Linked DNA regions of Sus scrofa: all the other regions are linked to region 4. A link is a contact called in public HiChIP or PLAC-seq and promoter capture Hi-C data. All regions are on one chromosome and are shown on one strand. The core of a region is the stretch at or near the end of the contact, and the rest is flanking DNA. Distances in the headings are between cores, read along the strand shown. Region 1 has its middle 20 kb from the start of CARMIL1. Region 2 holds the start of CMAH (cytidine monophosphate-N-acetylneuraminic acid hydroxylase). Region 3 holds the start of CARMIL1 (F-actin-uncapping protein LRRC16A). Region 4 holds the start of TRIM38 (E3 ubiquitin-protein ligase TRIM38).

What was found. Promoter capture Hi-C pulls out the DNA fragments that hold promoters and counts their contacts. HiChIP or PLAC-seq counts read pairs in DNA pulled down with a chosen protein or histone mark.
Region 1: an H3K27ac HiChIP or PLAC-seq map of alveolar macrophages shows a contact between it and region 4. The contact joins the enhancer-like site here to the promoter of TRIM38 in region 4. A contact is called at or near these places in 2 of 5 promoter capture datasets (fetal skeletal muscle and liver), 13 of 47 Hi-C or Micro-C datasets (alveolar macrophages, blood, embryonic fibroblasts and 8 more) and 1 of 2 datasets of contacts at active chromatin or transcription factors (alveolar macrophages).
Region 2: a contact with region 4 is called in a promoter capture Hi-C map of liver, with 7 times the contacts expected there. The contact joins the promoter of CMAH here to the promoter of TRIM38 in region 4. A contact is called at or near these places in 1 of 5 promoter capture datasets (liver) and 1 of 2 datasets of contacts at active chromatin or transcription factors (alveolar macrophages).
Region 3: an H3K27ac HiChIP or PLAC-seq map of alveolar macrophages shows a contact between it and region 4. The contact joins the promoter of CARMIL1 here to the promoter of TRIM38 in region 4. A contact is called at or near these places in 1 of 5 promoter capture datasets (fetal skeletal muscle), 3 of 47 Hi-C or Micro-C datasets (alveolar macrophages, embryonic fibroblasts and mesenteric adipose tissue) and 1 of 2 datasets of contacts at active chromatin or transcription factors (alveolar macrophages).

What each region holds. Positions count from the first base shown.
Region 1 is chr7:20,015,165-20,017,864 of Sscrofa11.1, forward strand. No RefSeq gene overlaps it. Among named protein-coding and RNA genes, the nearest start is that of CARMIL1, 20 kb to the right of the region's middle. Within about 2 kb of position 1,272, at least 4 of the 83 cell types and tissues checked have an H3K27ac peak or open chromatin away from gene starts, as enhancers often do. A contact at or near this core is called in alveolar macrophages, where this site is marked.
Region 2 is chr7:19,916,373-19,919,072 of Sscrofa11.1, forward strand. It overlaps CMAH (cytidine monophosphate-N-acetylneuraminic acid hydroxylase), which reads right to left and starts at 1,389. Exons shown (of 13, transcript NM_001113015.1): 1 at 1,186-1,389. The coding sequence starts at 1,389.
Region 3 is chr7:20,035,153-20,037,852 of Sscrofa11.1, forward strand. It overlaps CARMIL1 (F-actin-uncapping protein LRRC16A), which reads left to right and starts at 1,278. Exons shown (of 37, transcript XM_013977486.2): 1 at 1,278-1,692. The coding sequence starts at 1,293.
Region 4 is chr7:20,681,236-20,683,935 of Sscrofa11.1, forward strand. It overlaps TRIM38 (E3 ubiquitin-protein ligase TRIM38), which reads left to right and starts at 1,301. Exons shown (of 7, transcript XM_021098422.1): 1 at 1,301-1,520.

The DNA.
Region 1 (2,700 bases), core at 22-2,521, 670 kb before region 4:
CCACTACCCTCCCTTCCCCCTTGACAACCACAGGTCTGTTCTCCAAGTCAATGATTTTGTGAAACACTCTTTTATCATCATCTTTTGAAACAGGATTTGAGAAACACTAACCAGGATTTCTTAGGTCTTTTTAGGTGCTAAAATTAAGATTCTTTCTGAAGCCTCTATAGTATAAATGGAGGAGCTAGAAGTAAACATTAGAGTGAGACTCAACTAGGTCACCGAGAGTCAGCTCTGATATAAACTAAGCTAAAGCAATGAGATGTAGAGTGTGTATATGAATGCAGAGGTGGCACAGTTGATGGAGTAAACAGTCTACCCCAGTATCATTCATTGTCTTCTGGGGAGGTAGCCTCCATATTCTTTCTGGATTTGGTTATTTGCAGAGTTAAAATAAAGATTAACTTGAGAAATTTTACCAACAAAAATTCTCCTTGGATCTCCCAGAGATTTGTTTCACAAATTTCGAGTGTCTGCTGTGAGTCAGGGATGGTTCTAGACGCCAGCATGATGCCCCTGATGTGGGTCAGAATCCCTTGTGCCTGTAGGGCAGTCTGAGCAAGAGCAACTCATGTATCCACCAGCAGATGGCAGTAGTAGTCAGGTTTTAAAGCATCATATTGGCTTTAGGAATAAATGGAAATAGCAAAACATTTTTAACCCAACCTGTTAATCAGAGCTACTCCATGGTTGATGTATGACCTTGGGACAGTCATTTATCCTCTCTGGAGAGAAGTTTCCCTCTCTGAATATTGGAGAAAATAAAAATTGTCTTGAGGATTAAATGAGAAAATACATTTAAATTGCTCAGCGTGAAGGAAGGACTCATAAATGTTTTTGTTCAGTATGATCGATAGTGTTCTCATGCCACCTGACAAAAGCTCAATTTGCCAAAATAGGAATAAAATCAGTTAAAAGAGGTACTTCTTCATAGAGCAATAATAATATTAACAGAGAAAAAGATCATAGCAACTAAAAATATTTATATTCAGCTAGCAATGCACACTTAAGGTAATCATCTGAAAAAAAAAGCCAGAAATTGGGCAGACTTTTTAAATTCTGCTTTTCTCACAAGTTACTTTTAGAGTATCTTGGTTGTCTGATTAACTCCCCAGTTGTGCTGACTCAAAGTGTGAATTATTTGTAAATTTCCTAGTTATCAGAGGGGTATTTGGCTTGCTAATGGACTTCCTACCTAGATAGCCAACAGAGAATGAACAGTGTGACTTTAGCTTATTGTTTCATGGACAAAGGAGACAATTGTTTCAAGACCTCCTGACCTCTAGAATGACTCAGAATTTAAAAGCCTCAGAGTCAGCTTACTTCACTTCTAGAAAAGATGTGGGGGAGAAAAACTGGCAAATGAAGTGGGGGTTGAGGGGTGTGTAGGAGGGGACACTTTCATATGCTTTTGAGAACTGCTGAAACAACAGAGGTTCCCCAAACTGGGACCCTGTTTCTAGAGCTAATCCAGATAATGCAAGTAGAGGTGTTTGTTTTTTTTAATAGGGCCACACCCTCAGCATATGGAAGTTCCCAGGATAGGGATCAAACTGGAGCTACAGATGCCAGCCTATGCCACAGTCACAGCACCTTGGGATCCGAGCCACATCTACACCATAGCTCATAGGAAAGCCAGATCCCCGACCCACTGAGCAAGTCCGGGGATGGAACCCACATTCTCATGGATACTAGTCAGATTTGTTTCTGCTCCGCCACAACGGAAACACCTAGAGGTGTTTATTGAATGAATTCATCCATATGGAAATAATTAAGATGCTGTGGGGTAGAGATAATTTCCATACAATCTCAAGAGTTCAGTCAAAGTGGCAATCTGCATTTCCATTTGCTGTCCACACATCCCCTACTTCATCTACCGACAAAAAGTGATGTCTCACAGATAGGTTGTTCTTTTGGGAAGAGCTCCACCTGCACTGATGACAACAAAGCAACAATATTCTCATTTTTACAAAAATTCATGGGATGAAATTGAACAAAGGAAAAATAGATTATAAATAGTGCTGATGAAATATGTCAAGGGCTTTTTAAGTGGTAGCTTTTTTTTGTTTGTTTGTTTTTATTTTATTTTTGTCTTTCATATGTACTTGCTGCATATAGAATTTCCCAGGCTAGGGGTTGAATTGGAGCTGTAGCTACTAACCTACATCAAGCTCAGGCTCATGGCAATTCAAGATCCTTAACCCTCTGGGTGAGGCTAGGGATGGAACCCCCATCCTCATGGTTACTAGTGGGTTCACTACCACTGAGCCATGACGGGAACTTCTAAGTGGCAGCTATTAATGTTGATAGTCTTCTTCTTTTAAAGCAGACAATTTTTTAGAGCAGTTTTAGGTTCACAGAGAAAATTAAGTGGAAGGCACAGAGCTTTCCCATATATTCCCTGCCCCTATACATTCACAACCCATACCAACATCCAGCACCGGAGTGGTAATATGCTATAACTGATGAACTTACGTGGACAACTCATTCACTCAAAGTCTATAGTTTACAGTGGGGTTCATTTTGCTGTTGTAACATCTAAGGGTTTGGACAAATACACAATGAAATGTATCTCCCATTATAGTATCACCACTGCCTAAAAATCCTCTGTGCTTCTATTCGCCCCTCCCTCCCCTTAAGCCCCTGGCCGCCACTGATCTTTTTACAGCCTCCATAGGGTTGCCTTTTCCAGAACATCAC
Region 2 (2,700 bases), core at 139-2,638, 760 kb before region 4:
TCAAAAGCAGTCTGTCAGCAAACAACCAAGAGGTTCTTCCAGAGTAGGCTGCCTACCAAAAGTATGTCCCATGCAGTGCCTGAAACATATCTAACTAAAAATATATTCGTTGTTTATCTGAAATGCAAATTTGACTGGGCACCCTCTATTTGCCTAATCTAGCAACCCTATCTGCAGAGCCAAGCAAGCTACAGGTATGACAGCACTTAACCTGGGAGCTGGGCCCTGAAGCTAAGTATGCAGTGATGCAAGTCTGTGGGCCAGTGTAAGAAGATTCCAGACTTGGGTGGTGATCTTCTATACAGTTAGAGCAGGGAGTTCTTGGACAGCTACCAGTTACCTCTGAGTCCATTCGCACTAAACTGCCCACAGATGACCTGAGAAATAAGATTGACGACACGACACGGTGGAAGACAAGCCTAATATGGAAACGGCTGAAACACTACGAGAGTCAAGTTAGGCTGAAGCAAAGCTTGAAAGATGGGGTCAATCCCTCATTCATTATCAGTGGTGAGCATCAGGCTGACAAAACACCTCCACCCAGAACTCCCCCTGGCTCTGCAAGCTGTGCTAGCTCTTTGTCAATCACTGAAAAGAAAGCCCAACCATCCTATCCTAGAATTGCTCCTGAGATGGGGAGGCAAGCGATATGCAGGTTTAATCAAGGGGCTGGGGAAAAGGCGTACCAGCACTCGTTCTTCCAAGAAATGATCAGAAGAGCCGCTGTTGAGGCCAGGTGCAGCTAGAGCTCTGCCATTTTTCGGGTTTTCATCAGGGAAAGTCTCTCTGTTCTAGGGCAGTGTTTGGACAAGCACTCACCTCACACACACACACTTCTGAGAGAGCAGGAAAGGAAATCCAAAAGAGGCTTGAGTCTTTGAATATAAAAGCTGGTAAACACACACACACACACACACACACACACACACACTCCTTAGAAGTTTCACTGTTTATCAACTAGGAATACATTTTAAACAATAGTTCTTCAGAGAGGATGGGAAATTAAGTCAAGGTCATAAATCAAAATCAGAGAGCTGCCGTAAAGGAGCTTAAGAAAAAGTTAGGCATGTGCTGGGGGAAATAGCATGTTGATTGGATCATTTAAAATTTCTCAATGAGCACATTTCCTGCCAAACCTAATTGGGAGAAAGGATCGCCAGGGAGAAAGCAAAGGATTCTCAGTACCTTCCATTTAGATCCTCAATGTCTTTAATGAAGAGGCCTCCTTGGTGCTTGCACATGTTCTTACATGCCTTCAGGCGGCTCTTATTCTTAAATAAGATGTAATCCTTGCCAGTGCTCTTATTTCGAACAAAATTGATTCCTTCCTTGAGATTGGCAGCTTCGGCAGGTGAGAGGCACAACAGGATCTCCGTCGTTTGTTCGATGCTATGAAAAGGCAAATGTTTTAGCAGATTAATACTGTTAGATTTTAAGAGAGAATCCCTGAGCATTGACAGCTCCACAGGTCTTTTTTATGAAAATACGTTTGAAAGCCCTCCCTCCAAGTCCCCAAGCTTGGTGGCTACCTGCTGGGGCAAATTTCTCCCCTCCTTTCAATGGCCATCCTACCCATCAAGGGTTTATCTCCGCCTTCCCTGACAGCTAAAGCCCCCTCTCACTTGCCTGCTCATAGTCTGTCGTTGCCTCTCTCCAGGTATTAAGAAAGAATGGTGGTTTTTCCTTCAGCTTCTGTGGCTCATTTGCTTCCACAAGGCATTAGACTGTGTGGAGAAAGAGGATGTGAACCCAGCTCAGTATTTCCGTTGACACAGCTTCCTCCTCTACTACCTCGCTTTTAGATGCTGAACTCTATATTCAGTTTCAATAACCCACTCTACTTTCCCCCATCTCCCAGCTTTGGCAGCTGGACCTCCCTCTGCCTGAAACACAGCTTCTCTCCTTTCCCACTGAGAGTCACCACCCTTAGGTTCAAAGGTAGCGCAATCATCCCCTCCTTGGTTAAGCCGTTCAAGCTACCCAGCCCCCACCCCCAGGTCAAAGCCAACACACTTTTTTTTTTTACTTTCCAGAAGACATATAAATTTATTGTGTCTTTTTCTTTTAGTAAACATCCATCATCTCACACAGGTACGAAATTAAAGATGGGATGAGAATTCTCAGGATTTACTCCTAACGAGTTTCTTTCTTTCTTTCTTTTTTTTTTTTTTTTTTTTTTTTTTTTTTTGTCTTTTTGCCTTTCCTAGGGCTGCTTCCTGTGGCATATGGAGGTTTCCCAGGCTAGAGGTCTAATCGGAGCTGTAGCTGCCAGCCTACACAGCAATGTCAGATCCGAGCTGTGTCTGCAACCTACGCCACAGCTCACGGCAACGCTGGATCCTTAACCCACTGAGCGAGGCCAGGGATCAAACCCACATCCTCATGGTTCCTAGTCAGATTCGTTAACCACTGTGCCACGGTGGGAACTTCTCCTAACAAGTTTCACACAAAGTGCAGCAGTGTTATGTTTATCCTGTTGTACATCACATTCCTAATACTTGTTTATAGCTGGAAGTTTGTACCTTTGGATCACCTTCATCCAATTCCCTCTCCCTTCAACCCCTACCTGTGGTCACCACAAATCTGATCTCTTTTTCTATGAGTTTGTTTTTTAAAGTATAATGGATCTACAACATTATATGAGTTCCCAGTACACAACATAGTGATTTGGCATTTCTGTACATCTTTATTTTTTTTTTT
Region 3 (2,700 bases), core at 28-2,527, 650 kb before region 4:
GCTAGCTTAAATAAACTGCCAACATTTGAGAAATAGTAGGGAGTCTGAGGTCCAAAGCTCTAAGACCAATCAGTTAACAAATCTTTATTGAACATATATTTGGCACAAGTTTGCTGAGGAGGTTCAAAAATCTGAGATAACATCCCTTAAATGGCCTCCAGTCAGAGTTCCCACAGTGACACAGAGTTCCCAAGGTGGTTAAGAATCTGTCTGCTGAGGCGCCATTCCACCCCACCCCACGCAAGGCGGCAGATGGATCAGGCCCTGGAGCAGTGGGTTAAAGGATCTGGCTCTGCCACAGCTTCAGGGTAGGTCGCAGCTGCTTCTCGGAATCAATTCCTGGCCGGGGAACTTCCATATGCCAGTAGGTGCGGTTATTAAAAAATAAAAATAAATCACCTAGGGTCTAGTTGGGCAGACAAACCCAAACTCAGGGAGCGATGCAAGTGTTGAATAGTAAAACTAGAGAAATATACGAGTAATTAAACAAGGCGCTGTGTGGCTGAGCTTAGAAAGCAGTGTTACAGGCAATAGACTCTAGTGGTTTTGAATAAAGGGATCATAGTCATCTGAAAAACTCTGGAGAATCTTCTCCAAAGAAGGTACACATTGGGCTGGAATCAAAAACACAGATAAGAATCAGATAATCTTAAAAGGAAGAGAAAAGCAAATGGCAAAACAGTTTTGGAGTGCCCGGTTGTTAAGCATGCGGAGTGGGAGAGGTTAGAAGGGTGGGGAGGGACCAGATAGGTAAATGCTTCATTGGGAACACCTTGCTGAGAGGCTGAAGATTATTCTTGGGGATCCAAGGTCGACGGCAGTGTTTAAAACTAGATTATCAATCAAAGCGTAGGGATGCCCTTTGCTTTTCTCTCTCCTCTCCTTCTGTCCTGTAAAAACAACCAGATTCCACAGGCATTCCCAGCCGTCAGGCAGTAAGGCAGCAATTGCGGCGCTCCAGTGATTCCTGCCCTTAAGTTGTTCCTCCGGGGGTGGGGCCCAGGGAAAGCTGGAGGGAGCTGGGCCGGGCAGGATCAGACCTATCAGCAGGCTTATTCCGGGGTTTGAGAATAACGCTCAGCTGCCCCATTATGCCCCGGGGTTAAAAGAGGTTCCGCAGCGAGTGAAAGGCATTTTCCGGGCGCTCTCCCATTTGGAATGTCTGAGATGGCAACCGGCGGCGGCGCGCCCGCGGAGCACACACAAAAAGTGTTTTCTCACCATATGGTTAGTGTTTACAGGGTTCGTCTAGCTCCCGCTCCCCGAAATGGAAAATTAATAACGTTGAGGAAATGCCAACATGTCACAGGAGGGCTGAAAAAGGAAAGGGCGTAGAGGGGTCCCAGAAAGAGGCGGTTTCCCTGCAGATGGGTCTGCGGAATCTGCGCGGGTCTGCAGCTTCCCAACCCCTGGCGCCCTCGGCCCGCGGGGATGCGGGATCGGGAAGCCCAGGCCCACCCCGCTGTCCTCCCCAGCAGCCAGCAGATGGCTCCAGGGCTTCTCGCCTCTCCTTCGCCCCCTCTCCATGCACCAGGCTTCGGCGGTTCGGGAGGGAGGCTGCTAGGAGGGGCGCCGTGCCCGCCGCCACAGGCCGGCGCCGCGTGCCTCCGGGCTGTGCGCCCCGCGCCGGGGAACGTGTGCCCGGGCGCCGGAGGCCGGCCTGGGACGCTGGCGGAGGTCGGGTCTCGCGAGGTGAGGAGGAAACGCAGGAGGAGGAGAAGGAGGAGGAGGAAAAGAAGGAGGAGGAGCGCCGGAGCTGCCCCCGCCTCGCCGGAGCCCGGCAGGAGCGCGAGGAAACCCTGGTCCCCCGCCCCGCGCCGCTCTCCCCGCCTCTCCCCACGCCTTCCGCTTTCACCTAGGGCCGTAGGTGCGGCGCCGGGACCGGGCGGGAGCTGCCAGTGGCCGGAGCAGTGCCGCCGCCAGCCGGGAGCCACGAGCCGGGAGCCCGAGCCAGCGCCGCAGCGGCCCCGCGCCCGCTCCCAATCCAGCTGGGGTCTCCGTTCCGCCGCCGGGAACTGCAAGGAGGCGTCATGTAGCAGCAACCGTAAACCCACCTTGGATTTTGTAACTCTTTTTTTTTTTTTTTTTTTTTTGTGGGGCTTGGGGACGCGGCAGAATTCTATCTCCGCCCCCGCTTTCTTGCTTATTCCTATTTGCACGCTGCATTTGCCTCTAAGAAATTGAGGGGCTCGGGGGGAGGGCGGGGGGCCGTAAATCAGAGTTGGATCTGCAGCACCCCCCGCACCTAGAGGGCCACCATGACCGAGGAGAGCTCCGAGGTGCCCGGGGAGTTGATAGGTAAGAGTCGCGCGGTTGTTGATTTTCCTTTTGCCGCTGCGCCCCCATCACCTCCACCTCCCTTCCCACCTCTGCCTTCCCGCACGTCCTGCCGAGTCCCGGCGCCCCTGGGGTCCGAGTGGAGTCGGACAGGGTCGCTGGGGGGCGCCGGGAAGTTTGCTCCCATCCAACCGCCGGAAAAGCCGAGTCCGGAGAGGGCCGGCGTGGGGAGGAATGGGGAGCCCCGCGAGCGCACTCCGCGGGTCGGCTCGGAGCCCCCCGGCGCCTCCTCCCGCCGCAACCTTCGGGGGTGGGGGGGGTCTAGGCTGGCGGAAGAAGGGGGCGGGCTGCTGGGTCTGGGGAGTTCTGGAAGCGAGCAGAATCCTTTACTGCGCCCAGCCCAGTGCCCCCAACTCGGGAAGT
Region 4 (2,700 bases), core at 51-2,550:
GCATTCACTAGCTTCCTTTTCTTGATCCTTTGACAGGACACATTTGGGATGAGCTGGGTCCAGAGTCGCATCCACAACAATGAAAGTCGTGCGAATCTGCACAGAGTCTGCATTGGGTCAGGATTCGGGGTCTCATTCTTTCTCTTCCGTCTGCATGCTGGCTGCCTTGGGAGTAGATGTGTCCTGTACCATGTGTGGGGCCAGCTACCACAGGACATGCCAGGGCACTGTGAGTCACCTGGTGGCAAAACGGCCAAAGGCTCTGTGAACAGCCAGGAGGATGCAGTGCTGAAGAGAGACTCCTGTTTGGGTGGGAAGAGAGGAAGCTGTTTCACAATTTTGCCTCCAGCCTGAGCTGCTGAACCAGCAGGACTGTGGCTGCATCAAGTTCCCCCCAGTCTCCAGCTGCAGGTCCAATGCCCTTAGCACAGACCATGAACTTCCAGGGTCAGCAACTGACCCACCCAGCCAGGGGCCCAGGACCCAGAGTTCATCCCAGGCAGCTCTCAGAATCCAAACTTAACTTCTCCTGCCTGTGTCCTTAGCCATCCTTACTGGCTCCCCTGGGCCACTGCATGTATTTATTTCCTAAGCAAACACTGTGCACTTATCACAAATACCTCTTACACCTAAGGTTATGCATGTGGCAAGGTCTTATTTTGAGTTAGTTTTTTCACATTAAATAATAACTCTAAATTGGGTGGGCCCAGTATTTTTGCTTCTATTTTGAACTGGAGAGGCTGGAGCTGAGGCACTAAGTACTCAACCCTAGACCCCCAGAGAGCACTGAGCAATGCTCCCAGCTCACATGGCTCTCAGCTGAGGCCACTAACTGCTGGGCCATTAGTGGTTCCGTTTGCTGTCCTTGGTGCCCAACTCTGACTGTTGATAAGGATGAGAATCTTTCACAGGGACACTGAGGAGGCAGATGAGACAGGGTATCAGGGCAAAGAATGGGAGACTGCCTGGAGAAATTTTCTGCCATCAATGAGCCCCATTATGGTACCACCCCTTTTTTTTCACCACATCCTTCAGAGCAGTTATAAAACAACAAGCAGCCTAAAAATAGCAAAACGTAACATCAGCCAGGGAGGTTATGAATCCCAAGGGGTTTGGTGGCAAAAGCAGAAAGATCTCAAGTCAGAGTCTGTGAACTCTGCAGACTTCCTGGGTTTAGATCCTCTGTGCTAGAGTCACAAAAGAACTTCCTGAATTACCAATCCATCCCTTTTACTGCTGTAAAAAAAAAAAAAAAAAAAAAAAAAATTTCTTTAGCATCTCCCCTCCCTTTCAGCATAAGCAGAGTGCAAAAGAGATGGGCACATTTTCACTGGTTTCCTCCTCAGCTGGGCAGAGCTCCGCCTCCCACAGTAGTTTCACTTCTGAGTTTCTGTAGCCTGCGTGAACTTCCTGGCTGCTACGGAGGGATCTAGCAGAGAGTGTGTGACTATCTGTGGTGACGGGAGTGGAAAAGGTCCAGGCCCAGGTTTTCTTGGCGGAGGGCTAGGAGACATGTGCATGTGAGTGTGTGGTGGTGGGCGGCCGCGGGGTGGGTAGGGGTTGTTTTCTGAGAACAGAGCCTGCTGGAACTCTGAAAATGGCCAGGCCTTGGCTTCAGAGCTCTCACACCCTGTCTGCTTTCTCCTTTCCCACCCTCCACATCCAGTCTCAGAAGATCCAGGGTGTGAGGTGAGTGAAGGCCCAAGACAGGCACCCTTGGGCCTCAGAGGAGGGGAGGTAGGTCCTTCTCCCCAGGAGCACAGTATCCCTGGCAGAGAGGAGCCTAGTGGACCTTCTGGGCGAGATAACCTGCCAAAGAACAGATGTCTCTGGAAGAAATTCTCTGTGGCTCCATGAGCCCGGTTCTACTTATTAGAGGGAAATGGCCTCTCCAGTAACTTTGGCTGAATCCCTGCTCTTAATTCTGGTACTGTCACTTCAAAAGAAAGGTCACTCTCTAAACTTCCTCCAGCCTCCACTGCCCTCCCTGACCAACTGCCAGGAGTAGGCAAGCAGGGAGCAGGGCTGGGGTCCCGAAGCAGCTGCAGCAGTGGGTAAAGGGCTGACTTCTTCACTCCTGTTCCCTCCTCCAAAGTCTCTGGGTTGTCGGGTCCTCATTGAAGGACACCAGGGGTCCAGCACCCAGGGTCCCACAGAGGCCCTACCTTCCCCATCTGCTTCCTATGTCCCCACATCCTGGCTTCTGCAAACTCCCGTGCTCCAGTCACCCTGCAGTTCTCCTGAGAGTCAGGTCCTGCTCTGGAGAAGCAACAGTTAACCTCCCTAGCTCTCCAGGAACTCTGCTACCCATAACCAACCCCTTCTCTTCCCCCTTTTTTTTCTTTTTAGGGACGCATCCCCGGCATATGGAAGCTCCCAGGCTAGGGATTGAATTGGAGCTGCAGCTGCCTGCCTAGGCCACAGCCACAGCAATGCAGAATCTGAGCTGCGTCTGCAAACTATACCACAGCTCATGGCAACGCCAAATCCTTAACCCACTGAGTGAGGCCAGGGATCGGACCCATACCCTCATGGATACTAGTTGTGTTCTTAACCTGCTGAGCCACAAACGGAACTCCCCCAGCTTTTTCTAATTCTCTTTCTGTCAGGTCAGGGAGGGCTAATAGAGTTCCCTGGTTCTTCTGGATGTCTTTTTTACTTTCACTATCATCCTGATTGTGTCTCCACTGGGGATTTTAT